2 separate regions of the Ovis aries genome follow, and region 1 is linked to region 2. Evidence: chromatin contacts called from public Hi-C data. All regions are on one chromosome and are shown on one strand. Each heading gives the region's core, a stretch centred on a gene start, on an enhancer-like site or on the middle of the called end of the contact. The rest is flanking DNA. Distances are from core to core; before and after follow the strand shown. Region 1 overlaps LOC121816420 (a long non-coding RNA gene). Region 2 has its middle 10 kb from the start of CCDC80.

Region 1 (6,558 bases), core at 3,831-6,330, 53 kb before region 2:
AAAACAGGAAACAGGTAGTGTTGTTTCCATATTAAAACATGGAATAACTTCCCTTTTAAACATTCACATCCTGCTACCTTTGTATTGGGTTTTTCTGGTGGTTCAGATGGTAAAGAATATGCCTGCAATGCGGGAGACCTGGGTTCAATCTCGGGGTTGAGAAGATCCCCTGGAGGTGAGCATGGCAACCTACTCCAATATTCTTGCCTGGACAATCTCCATGGACAGAGGAGCCTGGCGGGCTATAGTCCATGGGGTTGACAAGAGTCGGACACAACTGAGTGACTAAGCACAACACCTTTGTATTACTGTATGTTGTGTCTTGTATCTCTAGAGTAATTCCTTACAATTAAGGGAGAAAATTATGACATCCTGAGAGCTTCATGAGTCTTGGCCTCTGAATGCCTCTGCTTGATGGTATCAGAGTGGGCTACTGGAATTAAAACCCAGTGATTCCATTATAAACTTCTATTTTATATTAAACTATCAGGACCCTGGTCACCAAATTTCCTGGGAAGACTCAGTGTAGGAGCATAGCTAATGATGGAATTTTATCACACTGAGCAGTTTAGATATTTTAATAGCGTGGAAATGCAAGATAAATACGAAAAAGCAGCTGTGTTTTATTAGAAAAACCCATAGATATTACCACATACAAGTCAGAGAATTATGAGAAGAAAGAAAGAATATTTTGCCACCTGTTGAGCAGACACCTGAATCTTTAAGGGCTGAAATATTTATTTAGTGTGTACTGGCCAAAGAATTAAGGTTTCCTATTTGCTTGTCTCTTATTAAGAGGAGAAAAAGAGTATATTCTCTCCCTCCCACATTCAACCAGGTAATTTTAGGCCACAGAGTTTATTAGTATTCAGTTATATGTCTAGGCTTGAATAGATAAAAATAAGCAAACTGTTTCAGATTTCCATAAGCACAAGCTTATTTGCCCCTCAGGCGCAAGTATAACTGTCTCTGTTTGCTACCAGTGATCAGCAAGTAGGATGGCCATTTTCATTCATGTATTTTGTTTTGTGAAAGGCTGCATCCTTCTGGGCTCTGCCTGTCAGCATTTTATGTGTCTGTTTCTCTTTCTACTAAACTTTTACCTCCAAGCCACAAAGTACTAAAGCAGGTGAAATATCTTTTCTATCTGTTAAGAATATTCTCCTCCACAAAAAAATGGAAAATTCTCATGTCATTCCCCAATGTTGCCACATGATAAAGCCTCAGGTAGCTATTTAAATTTAAATTCATTAAAATAGGAAAAGATAAATTATTCAGTTCCTCAGTTGTACTAACCGTATTTCAAAGGCTCAGTAGCTGCTTGTGGCTAGTGATTACCATACTGAACAGCACTGAACATTTTCATCTTTTCAGAAAGTTCTATTGGATACAGGCTTAGCTGAGTAAAGATGTTATATAGAAAGCTATGTCCAATTCCAGCTGGCTGTAACTTACTTTTAAGCTAGTTTAAGGATTTAATTGGGTATAACTAGAAATATTTTGTTTTTGTTCTCTAAATAGCTCAAATTTTTTCAATCTGTGAAAAACACGCTCTTGGATAGACAACTAGAGAACAATGAAGCAAAAGTTAGATAGTCCTAGGTCTAGCTCAGATGTCTTTACTACCAGCTATACAGCCTCCCTTAATCATGTTGCCTGCTCTGCCAGTTTCATCGTCAATAGGAAAGGGTTGTGTTGTATTTATTTTTGTACCCACAGCACTTAGAACAATAAGCATTCATCAAGCTAAACAGTAAGATAATGTACATGAAGGATCCTCTCTGTAGCTTTAACCTGTTCTTTAATCTGTCAACGTATAACTAGATGGAGGATTTTATTCATTAAATTTTGAAGAAAGGTGCCTTAGTGATATGAAACTTGAGAAGAAAAGATGCCTAAAGAGGATTTTTAGAAAGCTTTAAGAAAATCACAACAAAGGATCGAGTAGATTCTTGAAAGCTTTGAGTCACAGTGATGTAATTTAAATGTTTTGGTTGCACCTGTTTTCAAAGTAAGACTAACCAGGCCTCATTCTATATGGGTTGCAATCACATGAGAGGCTAAATATAGATCATGTAAATGAGTTTCTTTTACATCATCTTCTTCTCTTACTCTTTGTTCCCACAACCCTCACTTCCTCAAGGTCTGTATTGGAGCCATAGTTTTAGGTGAGCTTAGAGAAAGTACAATAACCCCCTATTCATGGACATGGGTTTGGGTGGACTCCAGGAGCTGGTGATGGACTGGGAGGCCTGGCATGCTGCAGCTCATGGGGTTGCAAAGAGTCGGACATGACTGAGCACCTGAACTGAACTGAACTGAACTGTAGAATCCAGCTTTCCTTATATAGATATATATATAGGTCCATCTAGTCAAAGCTATGGTTTTTCCAGTAGTCATGTATGGACGTGAGAGTTGGACTATAAAGAAAGCTGAGCACCGAAGAATTGAAGATTTTGAACTGTGGTGTTGGAGAAGACTCTTGAGAATCCCTTGGACTGCAAGGAGATCCAAACAGTCCATCCTAAAGGAAATCAATCCTGAATATTCATTGGAAGGACTGATGATGAAGCTGAAACTCCAATACTTTGGCCACCTTATGTGAAGAACTAACTCATTTGAAAAGACCCAGATGCTGGGAAAGATTGAAGGTGGGAGGAGAAGGGGATGACAGAGGATGAGATGGTTGGATGGCATCACTGACTTGATGGACATGAGTTCGTGTAAGCTCCAGGAGTTGGTGATGGACAGGGAAGCCTGGCGTGCTGCAGTCCATGGGGTCACAGAGTCAGACATGACTGAGGACTGAACTGACTGAAGACCACAGAGTAAAGTGAAGCAGACCACTGATCTGTCAATATACACAACAAAGCATACCAAAATCACAACTAACTGCTGAACAACCATCCATAAGAAAGACTGGAATCTATAAAAAAATAAAAAGATATTCTACATCCAAAGACATGAAGAAGAAACCAGGGGTGCACCTGCAACATAAACTCCATATCACCCAGGTGGACAATCAACAAAATGGAGAATAATCATATTGCAGAATTTCTCCCACAGGAGTGAGAGCTCTGAGCCCCATGCAGGCTCCCCAGTCTGAGGGTATGGTATTGGCAGGAGGAGCCCCCAGAGCATTTGGCCTTGAAGGCCAGTGGGGCTTGATCACAGGAGCTCCACGGGACTAGGGGACACAGAGATCCACTCTTGAGGATGTACACAAGGTCTTAGGCACAGACAAGGGCAAAAGCAGTGACTTTATAGGAATCTTGGAGGATCTCCTGGGGTGGCAGGCTGGGGGCGGTGGGTGAAGGGGTGGTGGGCAGCTGTGGAAAAAAGGAAGAGGGCTCAAATCAATAAAATCAGAAATGAAAAAAGAGAAGTTACAACTGACACCACAGAAATATAAAGGATCATGAGAGACTACTACAGGCAACTATATGCCAATAAAGTGGACAGCCTAGAAGAAATGGACAAATTCTTAGAAAGGTACAATCTCCCAAAATTTGAGACAGGAAGAAATAGAAAATACGAACAGATTGATCACAAGTACTGAAATTGAATCTGTGATTTTAAAACCCCCAACAAACAAAAATCCAGGACTAGTGGCTTCACAGGCGGATTCTATCAAACATTTAGAGAAAAGTTAACACCCATTTTTCTGAAACTATTCCAAAAAGTTGAAGAGGAAGAATATGTCTGAACTCATTCTATGAGGCCACCATCACCCCAATATCAAAACCAGAAAAAGATACAACACAGAAAGGAAAATTATAGGCCAATATCATATCCAAGGGTCAGACTTTTGTTAAGCAACTTCTAAATTAATGGGGAAACAAACAAAGCAGGCAGCCAGATGTATGTGCAAGAGAGTTCCAGCTGAAGGGACACAGAAGTCAGGCTGTGCTGGCAATTTGGAGGAAGGCCAGGTTACTCTGGAAAGACTTTCTGGAAAGAAGGACTGAATGTTCAAAACAGATTAGCACCCTGACAGACTGAGAATGAGTTTGAAGATCTCTGTGGCCAGAGACTATGAGGATTATATTATTCCTTGCTTTTCTCTGTAAAGCAAGAGCCCAGATGCGCTGAGTTCCAGGGCTGAGCTGGCCAGGCACATGGCCCAGCCTCAACTCTATTTTTACTTCACAGAAAGATGCAAGTCTGCTCTCCACGTTTCCTCAGCACAGGAAAACCTAGTTCAGTGCATCGCTGTTCATCATAGGCTACCTTATTTTCACATATATTCATTTTCATTAGGTCGTATGTGGTGAGCCTATAGTCATTTGCATGTTTAAGTTCCAACTGTATTTCAAATCCCACAGGATGTAATTGAAATGGTAAAATGATCCAACTGCTTCTTTTCAAAGTGCGGCTTCTGTATCTTGTCTTCTTTTATGAATTTAATGGGAGTGGTACACATGTGAGGAGGTCTTCTCTTTTCGTCTAATATTACTTTTATTATTGCAGATATTCTTAAGTGACTCTATAAAGAAGGTGAAAAATTTACTCTCCAAAAGTTAATTTGGTGAAGCTCCAATTCTATAAATTCAACTTGAATAATGAGTTAACGTCATTCCAAGTCCCTGTCCTGTAACTTTGTTTTTTCATTTCAGAATAGTGACTACAGATCTGAGGTCCATCAAGCCGTACGAAGCTTCGCAGATACTTAGCAGTACTGCAAGTTTGCTCATTTCTGTGCTAGAACTTTGTACTCTCTTTGGCTTTTTAAAATTCATGGATTTTGTAAAATTCATAGGTCCTTGGCCTAACGGTGGCCACGGTCACATAAGAGACTAGTCAGTCTCAAATTCTGGACATTGCTTCACCCTCCTTTCCTGAAACACGTACAAAGACAGCTTGTCCTGGAAGACTGTGTGATTCAGGCAAAGGACACTGAAGGGACAGGGACTCCAGAGGCCTGAGTTCTAGTTGCTAGCAATTAGTATGAGTGCTTAGCATCATCCCTATGTTTTCCTCAACTGCAAAACAATGGAGCTGGACCAGGCAACTGCAACAGATCTGCTGGTTCTGACACTTCTTAAACTCACAAAGTGTGAAGAATGCTAAGGCAGACGACAGTAGGCAGGGCAGAACAGCAGCAGGCTTTAGGCCTCCCAGTTGATACTTCTCATCTGGTTTAGAAAGCAGCCAAAAAGCAAAAGATTTCACAAGAACGTATTTGCTCAAAAGTGTTCTTTTAAAGACTACTTAAAAAAAAAATATCCTAAGTGTTTCTCACATAAGAAATTTATTCTATCCCATATCTCTAGGTTCTCTATGTTGCTGTTGGTAAAGTATTTGATGGACTGTATGAGATTATGACTGTTACAATATTATTTTCAGATACTCTTGCATTTGAAAATCTTTAAGCATTCTTAAATATAATTTTTAAATGTTAATTTTATATCTTTATGTGTGTGTATTTGTGTACAGATGAGAATATCTATGTCTTGGAAGTTGTAGTATATATCAACAGGAAAAGGAAACAATTAAAAAACTGATTTCAAAAATTACTCCATTATGTAAACTAGGTTCATTGGCATATTCTTTATTCTCTTCCCCAAGGTTCCATATCGTGTCATATTGCTCCTCATCTTGACATACACTCTGCCCCATGAACGTATGCATTCGAGTTTAGAGCAGTGGCTCCTAGCCTATTTTCACAGCCTCTGGTCCTGACAGAATGCCTATAAAACCTTTATGTCTTTATACCAAAGACATAAGTTTTATGCCTATAAAATCAAAATATCTTTATACCATAACCTTTCATTCATTCAGTTAATCCAAAGAATATTTTATATACCTGACACTTTGTTAGGGAGTGAAGATATAATAATAAATAAAAGAGAAGTGTACATTAAATGAATAGGAGCTGATTGTTTGTTACAATTATAATAGTGCTACATAGAAGAAGTTGAGGTGCCCCAGAGCAGAGAATGGGGAACCTAACTTGTGGCTGAACGTGTGGGAGGAATGTAAGGGAAGAACTCCCAAAAGAAGTATGTCCTTAGATTTAAAGGAAGATGAGCAGTTGTCTAGCTGAGGGTGAAGTGGGATGGACGTGAGAGTGGGGAGGAGGATGAATTTCACAAAGTCATACTACAAACAGCAAAGTTAGCATTAAGGCCTTAGTTTCTAATCCCCTTCAGCAACTCTGCCAAAAAAAAAGTCTCCTCAAAACACACTACAGTTTGTCAAACACAGAACAGTCTTAATTCATACACACAAAAGATTCCCCAAGTTAATAATAATTTCCTCTAGGGATTGTAATTATGGATGACATTAATCTTTTTTGTATCTTTCTATATTTTCCATACTCTTTATAATGATCATATATTATTCTTTTAACTTTCAAAATAATGACTTTTATTTCTAAAGAAAAAATATCAATGGGATGGCAATGTGTACATTGTTAAGACCTCTTACATGTAAATTGGTTGGTACAATGTCTGGGACAGCCTATCCTCTCAAATATTTGTTTCCTTTCTTATTTGTCTTCTAATCCCCTGTACTGGGCATAGTATGGAGCATATTGCTCAACAAATATTTCTTGAA
Region 2 (6,531 bases), core at 54-2,553:
GGATTGAGAGTTGGACTGTGAAGAAGGCTGAGCGCCGAAGAATTGATGCTTTTGAACTGTGGTGTTGGAGAAGACTCTTGAGAGTCCCTTGGACTGCAAGGAGAGCCAACCAGTCCATTCTGAAGATCAGCCCTGGGATTTCTTTGGAAGGAATGATGCTAAACCTGAAACTCCAGTACTTTGGCCACCTCATGAGAAGAGTTGACTCATTGGAAAAGACTCTGATGCTGGGAAGGATTGAGGGCAGGAGGAGAAGGGAATGACAGAGGATGAGATGGCTGGATGGCATCACAGACTCGATGGACGTGAGTCTGAGTGAACTCTGGGAGTTAGTGATGGACAGGGAGGCCTGGCGTGCTGCAATTCATGGGGTCACAAAGAGTTGGACATGACTGAGGGACTGAACTGGTCTGAACTGAACTGATGTTGGTCCTCTTGAAAGCCAGAGTCCTGAAGCTAACACAGTTGGAGTGGTCTGGGGAACTTGAAGTATTTTTGAACAGGGTTGGCCAATGGCCAATAAATTCATTCAGGTTTCCATAAGATATAATGGAAAAACCCGAATGAACTTTTGAGCCAACCCAATATTTGCTGGTACTGAAGCATAAAGAAAATAAGCTTCCTTTTCTGAATACTATGGAACTCATGAGGTAGATCCAAAACACATATGTGTTTGGTGAAAATAAAGCACTCGGTAATTACATCTCTCATTTGCCTTGCACAGGTCACATTATCTAAAATCTGTACCATAGACAAAGGGAAGAGAGACACCAAGAGGTAAAAACAATTGCTCTGAAAACAAAACTGCTATGACCCACCATTCCAAAAAGTACAAATCCTCTGCCTGCTTTACCCACACATCATCCAATAATGGCTGATCAGAGCAGTTTAATGAAATATTCCTACTCCTGGAACTCCCATGGGCTACAGGCACAGAACAAGCTGACCCTGACTTCCTTCCTCCCCACACTCCAACCTCTCAGAGGCGAAACAGCTGTGGGAGACAATGATGACTGGTCAGCCAATCAACAAACAGCTGACAGCCGACAGGTTCCATTTGTCACTCTGCAGAGGTGGTGGAGGAAGCCAAGTTGCCCCGCCCAGTGTTCAGAAACTTTCAACTGAAAGAGAATAACAGATGTTCATTTAAAAGAACCAACTACAAACCCCAAACATAATTTTATTACACAAATTCATTGCCAGTGAATATTTGGAGAATAAGAACACTTTTGCTAGCCCTCACAGGGTGTCTGGAAGACAGACACAGAGAAGGGTCTACATATTTCTAATCTACGTCTTGTTTCCATGATGAACTCCACAGAGTGTGAGACACTGTCTTGGTATGTCCCACAGAGGAGCTTTCAGGGATTGCTCTGGGTTTGTTTAGAGCCAGGGGAAACAGGGGACTGGGTTTCCTATTCCTAAAACAAGGAGAACTAAGTAGGAGCAAGATAGGTGGCTGAAGACTTTATCCTATTACTTCATGTAAAAGTCATCATGTTAAATAAACACATTTGGAATTAATTTACCAACATAGAGGGAAATGACACTAAGCCACACAGATAAGCCTTTTAAAAATTTAAAGTCCAGTATTTAAAATTCTCTTCATCCGATTAAGCAACCAGCAACTAGGGTTGGGCCCTCAGTGAAGAATGGATTATGTAATACTGTAAAGGGAGGCAGCCAGAGGTTAAGTCCTTTCTTGCAGTGATGAGCAAATAAGTGAAAAATTGCCATCAAGGAGAATGCTACCTTAGGGTCTTTCTTCCAAAGTTGCACTGTGCTGCCTTGGCCCAAATGCCAATGTATTTGTGGTCATCATGTGAGATCATGAGTTCTGTAAAGAGAAAGGGAAATACCAGAAAGGTCAAGAAATGCTGTTTGGATTGATCTTTGGGCTCTTGCCTACATTTGAAGCTCTATCTTATCTGAATCTTCCTCCAAAGCCTTCCTAGCTCAATTAGGAGAAGACCTAAACATCCACCTCTGTGCCAGGATTTCTGACCTTCCTAACTCTCTCCGGGGCATTTCTCTGTGACTAGGGAGGAACCAAATTGGCTTCCAGTAAACTAGAAATTTTGACTGGCCAAAACAGTCTATCTTAATAATTTACTGTTAAGATGGAACTCTGGAGTAGAGATATATTTACTTTAAGAACCCTAGGTAATACCTGTAGAAGAATTTAATCTAAACTAGTACTGGAAAATATAAAGAAAATCTCACAGATGCCCTCAAGGAAGACAAAACATAAGGACTAAGAGTCTAATTACAATAAATGCCTGATTTACAGAAAACTGATGGTGTCAGAATTTTCTGATATGATGGGGGTTGGTCAGAGGTTGTCTCATAACCTTAGGAAGTTTTGTCAAAAGCACAAATGAGAGAGGAGTCAGGTCATGTTGGATCTCACAAAGTGGGTTGGATTGAACTTTGTGTGGCTAGACTGATTTTGTCTGCTCAGAAAGTTTTCAAGGCTGATCTTCATTTGTTTTTCAATTTATTTATTTATTTATTTATTTTTGGTTGCGCTGGGTCTTCGTCGCTATGCTAGGGCTTTCTCTCGTTGTGGTGAGCTACTCTTCATTGCAGTACATGGGCTTCTCATTGCCGAGGCTTCTCTCGTGGAGCACAGGTTCTAGACTTGAGAGCTTCAGTAATTGCAGCCCAGGAGTTCAGTGATTGTGGCTCATAGGCCCTAGAGCTTGCGGGCTTCAGTAGTCATAGCGCATGGGCTTATTTGCCCTGCGGCATGTGGAATCTTCCTGCACCAGACATCAAACCAGTGCCTCTGCACTGGCACGTGGATTCTTACCCACTGCAATGCCAGGGAAGTCCTTTCACTTGTTTTTTATTTTAACTGACTCTAACTGAACTCTCCCCTCAACATCCGCTGCCTATAATACAGCCTCACTTGACTCACCTGTAGCTTGTTGCAACTTGCATATCCCAATTGCAATTACTTTGCTATTTCCAAGTAAACTCATTTTTTGAGTTTGACTCAGTTTACCTCTTTGTTTAGGTCAACATATCTGTGAGGATTGTGGGAGGAGAAATTAACTCTAGTAGGCACTCAGACTGATGTACTGGACCCCAAAACACTAGAGGTTGGTCAAGAGGCCAAGACAGGGTCAGTGGAGCAGAGGTCAGAGGCAGAGGTGGGACAGACTTTCAGTTCAGTTCAGTTGCTCAGTCATGTCCAACTCTTTGTGACCCCATGGATTGCAGCATACTAGGCTTCCCTGTCCTTCACCAACTCCAGGAGCTTGCTCAGACTCACGTCCATTGAGTCGGTGATGCCATCCAACCACTTCATCCTCTGTCATCCCCTTCTCCTCTCACCTTCAACCTTTCCCAGGATCAGGGTCTTTTCAAATGAGTCAGTTCTTCCTATCAGGTGGCCAAAGTACTAGAGTTTCAGCTTCAGCATCAAAGATTTCTTTTGGCAAATGTCACATTGCACTTGAAAATGTGTGTGCTGTTTTCAAATGTGATATTGATTTCTAACATAATTTCACAGGGATAAGAGAAGAGACTGTGCGATTTCAATACCTTTAGACCATGAAATCTGTGCACATTGTTTTCTGTCCTTGGATGTGTTCCAGTGTCTCCTAGTTTATAGTCTGTGGGAACTAGAATAGAATTTTTATCCTACTGTTGTGTGAAAATTGTATAAATCTTAATTATGTTGAATTGGTTCACAGTTCAGGTCTTTTCAGTTCAGCTTTTCAGGTCTACCATATCCTTCTATTTCTCTACATATTCATTCTGTTAATTTTTGAGAGTTTGATATCAAAATTCCTACTAAAATTTTTAATTTATCTACTTAAAAAATAATTGTAATATGTAGTGTGGAGCTATATGTAACCTTGTTTATTTTTCAAGTCTCCTGTAAATGTGTTATCAAACTTTCATAGTTTAAAAAAATAAAGAATTTTTAAAATAAGTAACATTTAAAAAACTTCTTAAAGATGATTCTGGATTTAAAATATTGCTTGATGCTATATTTCTATTTATAATCACATACAGAAATCTTGAAAATTTAGACATACTAGCTTACCATGAATAGTGTATATGCATTATATACACTACTAATGTAAGAACATTACAATGTTCTTCTACCTTGATAGATCTTAAATTAAAAATAAAGTCACAATCTTTCTTTTAACATAAATTATTTTATTTATAAAAATAAAATTAAAACCACAATCTTCTTTTACTGTCTTTTTCCTTTTTCTAAGTTTCAAATATAACTGGGTTAATTTAGGTCCACCATGGTGAAAATAAATTCTTTTCATCTTATTCCAAGTTTACACTCAGGCAAATTTTCTAATAGCCAAGTTGTTAAGACCCATAATTAATGAAATCAGTGCTCTTCAATTTCCAAATCATACAACTGAGCTGCTCTTTAGTTGGAAACAGAGGCTCTGGGCTCTGCTTTCCCTTCAAATATGGTGGTGTTCTTTTTTCAGTGTACCCGGTGAGATGTATCTCTACGGGGTTTGATAGTTCCAGTGAATTCTGTGCTGCTAATACTCAAACTATCAAGTAGTTTTTTCCCGAAGACCATGGCTTTGAGTCCACACATTTCTCTTGTTCCTCAAGGCATTTTCTACACCATATTCATCTGTTGATTAAAGCTCAAAATCTTCTTTGCAGGAGGCAAGCTCACGGTGCCAAGCCCCACATGGGTATAACATTGCAGGCATACTGTCTCATTCCTCCTTTCAACTTAATCCAACTTCACAGCATCATCAGGTTTCCATTGTTACTGCTAGCATCAATGTCAGCTTTCCCATCTCACTTCCAGGCCAGGGGAACCTTGAGCTGAAGTTCTCTGCTCACTATTAAGGAATCTGCAGCAGGAATGAAGCATCAATGTTTGAAGACAATGAGAGTGGCAATCATTTGGAGGATGGATTGGAAAGGATGAGTCTGGTGGCCAGAAAACCAATTGGAAGACTATTACAGCCTTAGAAATGAGGGCCAACAGAAGACACAAAATGTAAACACTGCTCTGGCTTCCGATTTCATGATAGATTGGCACAAAATATGGAATAAGTGAATCTCCATCCAATGCGTAATCATTCTTCTTTATGTTTGATGCTTAGCACCTCTGTCTGACCCTTTAGCTCCTTCCCATGTTGTTTCACTTGCCTTTTGCCTTAGGCTGGAAGTCTGAGTTTATGACTGCTCTGGTGTGAACACCATTTCTCCCACCATTGAGCTGGTATTAGCCATATTTCATACATTAAAAATAGCCATTCTCAATAGAGACAGGTTCATAGAGACAAAAAGTAGAATTGTGGTTACCTGGGACTGGGAAAAAGGAGGAACAAGCGGTTATTGTGTAATAAGTACAGAATTTCAATTTGGGAAGATGAAAAAGTTTAGCAGGTGGACAAAGTGATGGCTGCATAACAACATGAATGGAGTTAATGTTGTCAAACTCTACACTTAAAATCATTAAAATACAATTGGTAAAATATTGTGTATTTTACCACAATAAATAAAAAAGACTTGGAACTTTTGAAGCAAATCAACCAATAATCTTCCCATACTTCAGGATGTTTTATTGGTGTGAGCTGACAAAGTTCCTGTCATTTACAGCAGTTAGCAGTAAATTTGCTAGTATTTGAACCATGAAGCTCTCTAATAAAATAATCTTCAGAAAAAATTGAAGCCTATTACTTATATTAAAAAACACTATTCACATTTTTGTAGATGAAGAAACTACAAAATAGTTCAGAGAGGGCGACACCTTGCCCATGTCACTCAGCTGGTGAACAGTGAAATGAAGACTCCAGTCTCAGGTTTGTCTGGCTGCAAATTTTGTGCTCTTTTCTCAAAGGCAAAACGAATCTTATCCAATGAATGAGTGAAATCTCCAAACATGGAAACAGTTCTCTAATCAGGATTTTTTTTCAATCTAAGCTGCTCTTCTCATTTTGATGCAGTTACTCACTAACCTTTATTCGTGCTGACTGTATTTTCCCAATAGTTATTGCCAAGGCTTCTGCCAAAATCCACCATCACAAATTATTTGTAAAGGGGACCACATGTTTTTATTTCCCATACTTAACTTTTAAGTAAAAATATTATTTAAAACTTTGGAATGTTACCTGTTAACATATTCAGAAGGAATTCTACTTTGAGCTTTTTAACTTGCTTTGAAGACCACTTTATATTTGAACTTCATTCTGGAATTTTTGCAACAGATTTTGGTTAAAAGCATTTAAGTTATAATAATACCATTTTTAAACAAAGATTTTTGAAATGTGATTACAAATGAATGTGACTTTTAAAAAAAACTAGAGTTCAAATTAATATCGTTGACTTCAATGTAGTCATCTTGGGAGACTGTAGATAATGATGTACCAATTATTCATTCATTGAAACACATAGTAAGTCCTTATTCTATGCTAGACATTCAGGGCATTTTTTAAATTCCTTTTTCATATTTCCTCCAAAGCCAGTTAGTGAATTGTGCAGGAAACTTTTTACTTCATGGTCTTTTATTATTTTGACCCTAAC

What was found. Hi-C and Micro-C count contacts between places; a contact is called where the count stands out from the background.
Region 1: a Hi-C map of mesenteric adipose tissue shows a contact between it and region 2, with 1.9 times the contacts expected there. The contact joins two enhancer-like sites.

What each region holds. Positions count from the first base shown.
Region 1 is chr1:178,407,438-178,413,995 of ARS-UI_Ramb_v3.0, reverse strand. All of the region lies in intron 1 of LOC121816420 (a long non-coding RNA gene), which reads left to right. Among named protein-coding and RNA genes, the nearest start is that of CCDC80, 67 kb to the right of the region's middle. Within about 2 kb of position 5,080, at least 4 of the 54 cell types and tissues checked have an H3K27ac peak or open chromatin away from gene starts, as enhancers often do.
Region 2 is chr1:178,350,768-178,357,298 of ARS-UI_Ramb_v3.0, reverse strand. No RefSeq gene overlaps it. Among named protein-coding and RNA genes, the nearest start is that of CCDC80, 10 kb to the right of the region's middle. Within about 2 kb of position 1,303, at least 15 of the 54 cell types and tissues checked have an H3K27ac peak or open chromatin away from gene starts, as enhancers often do.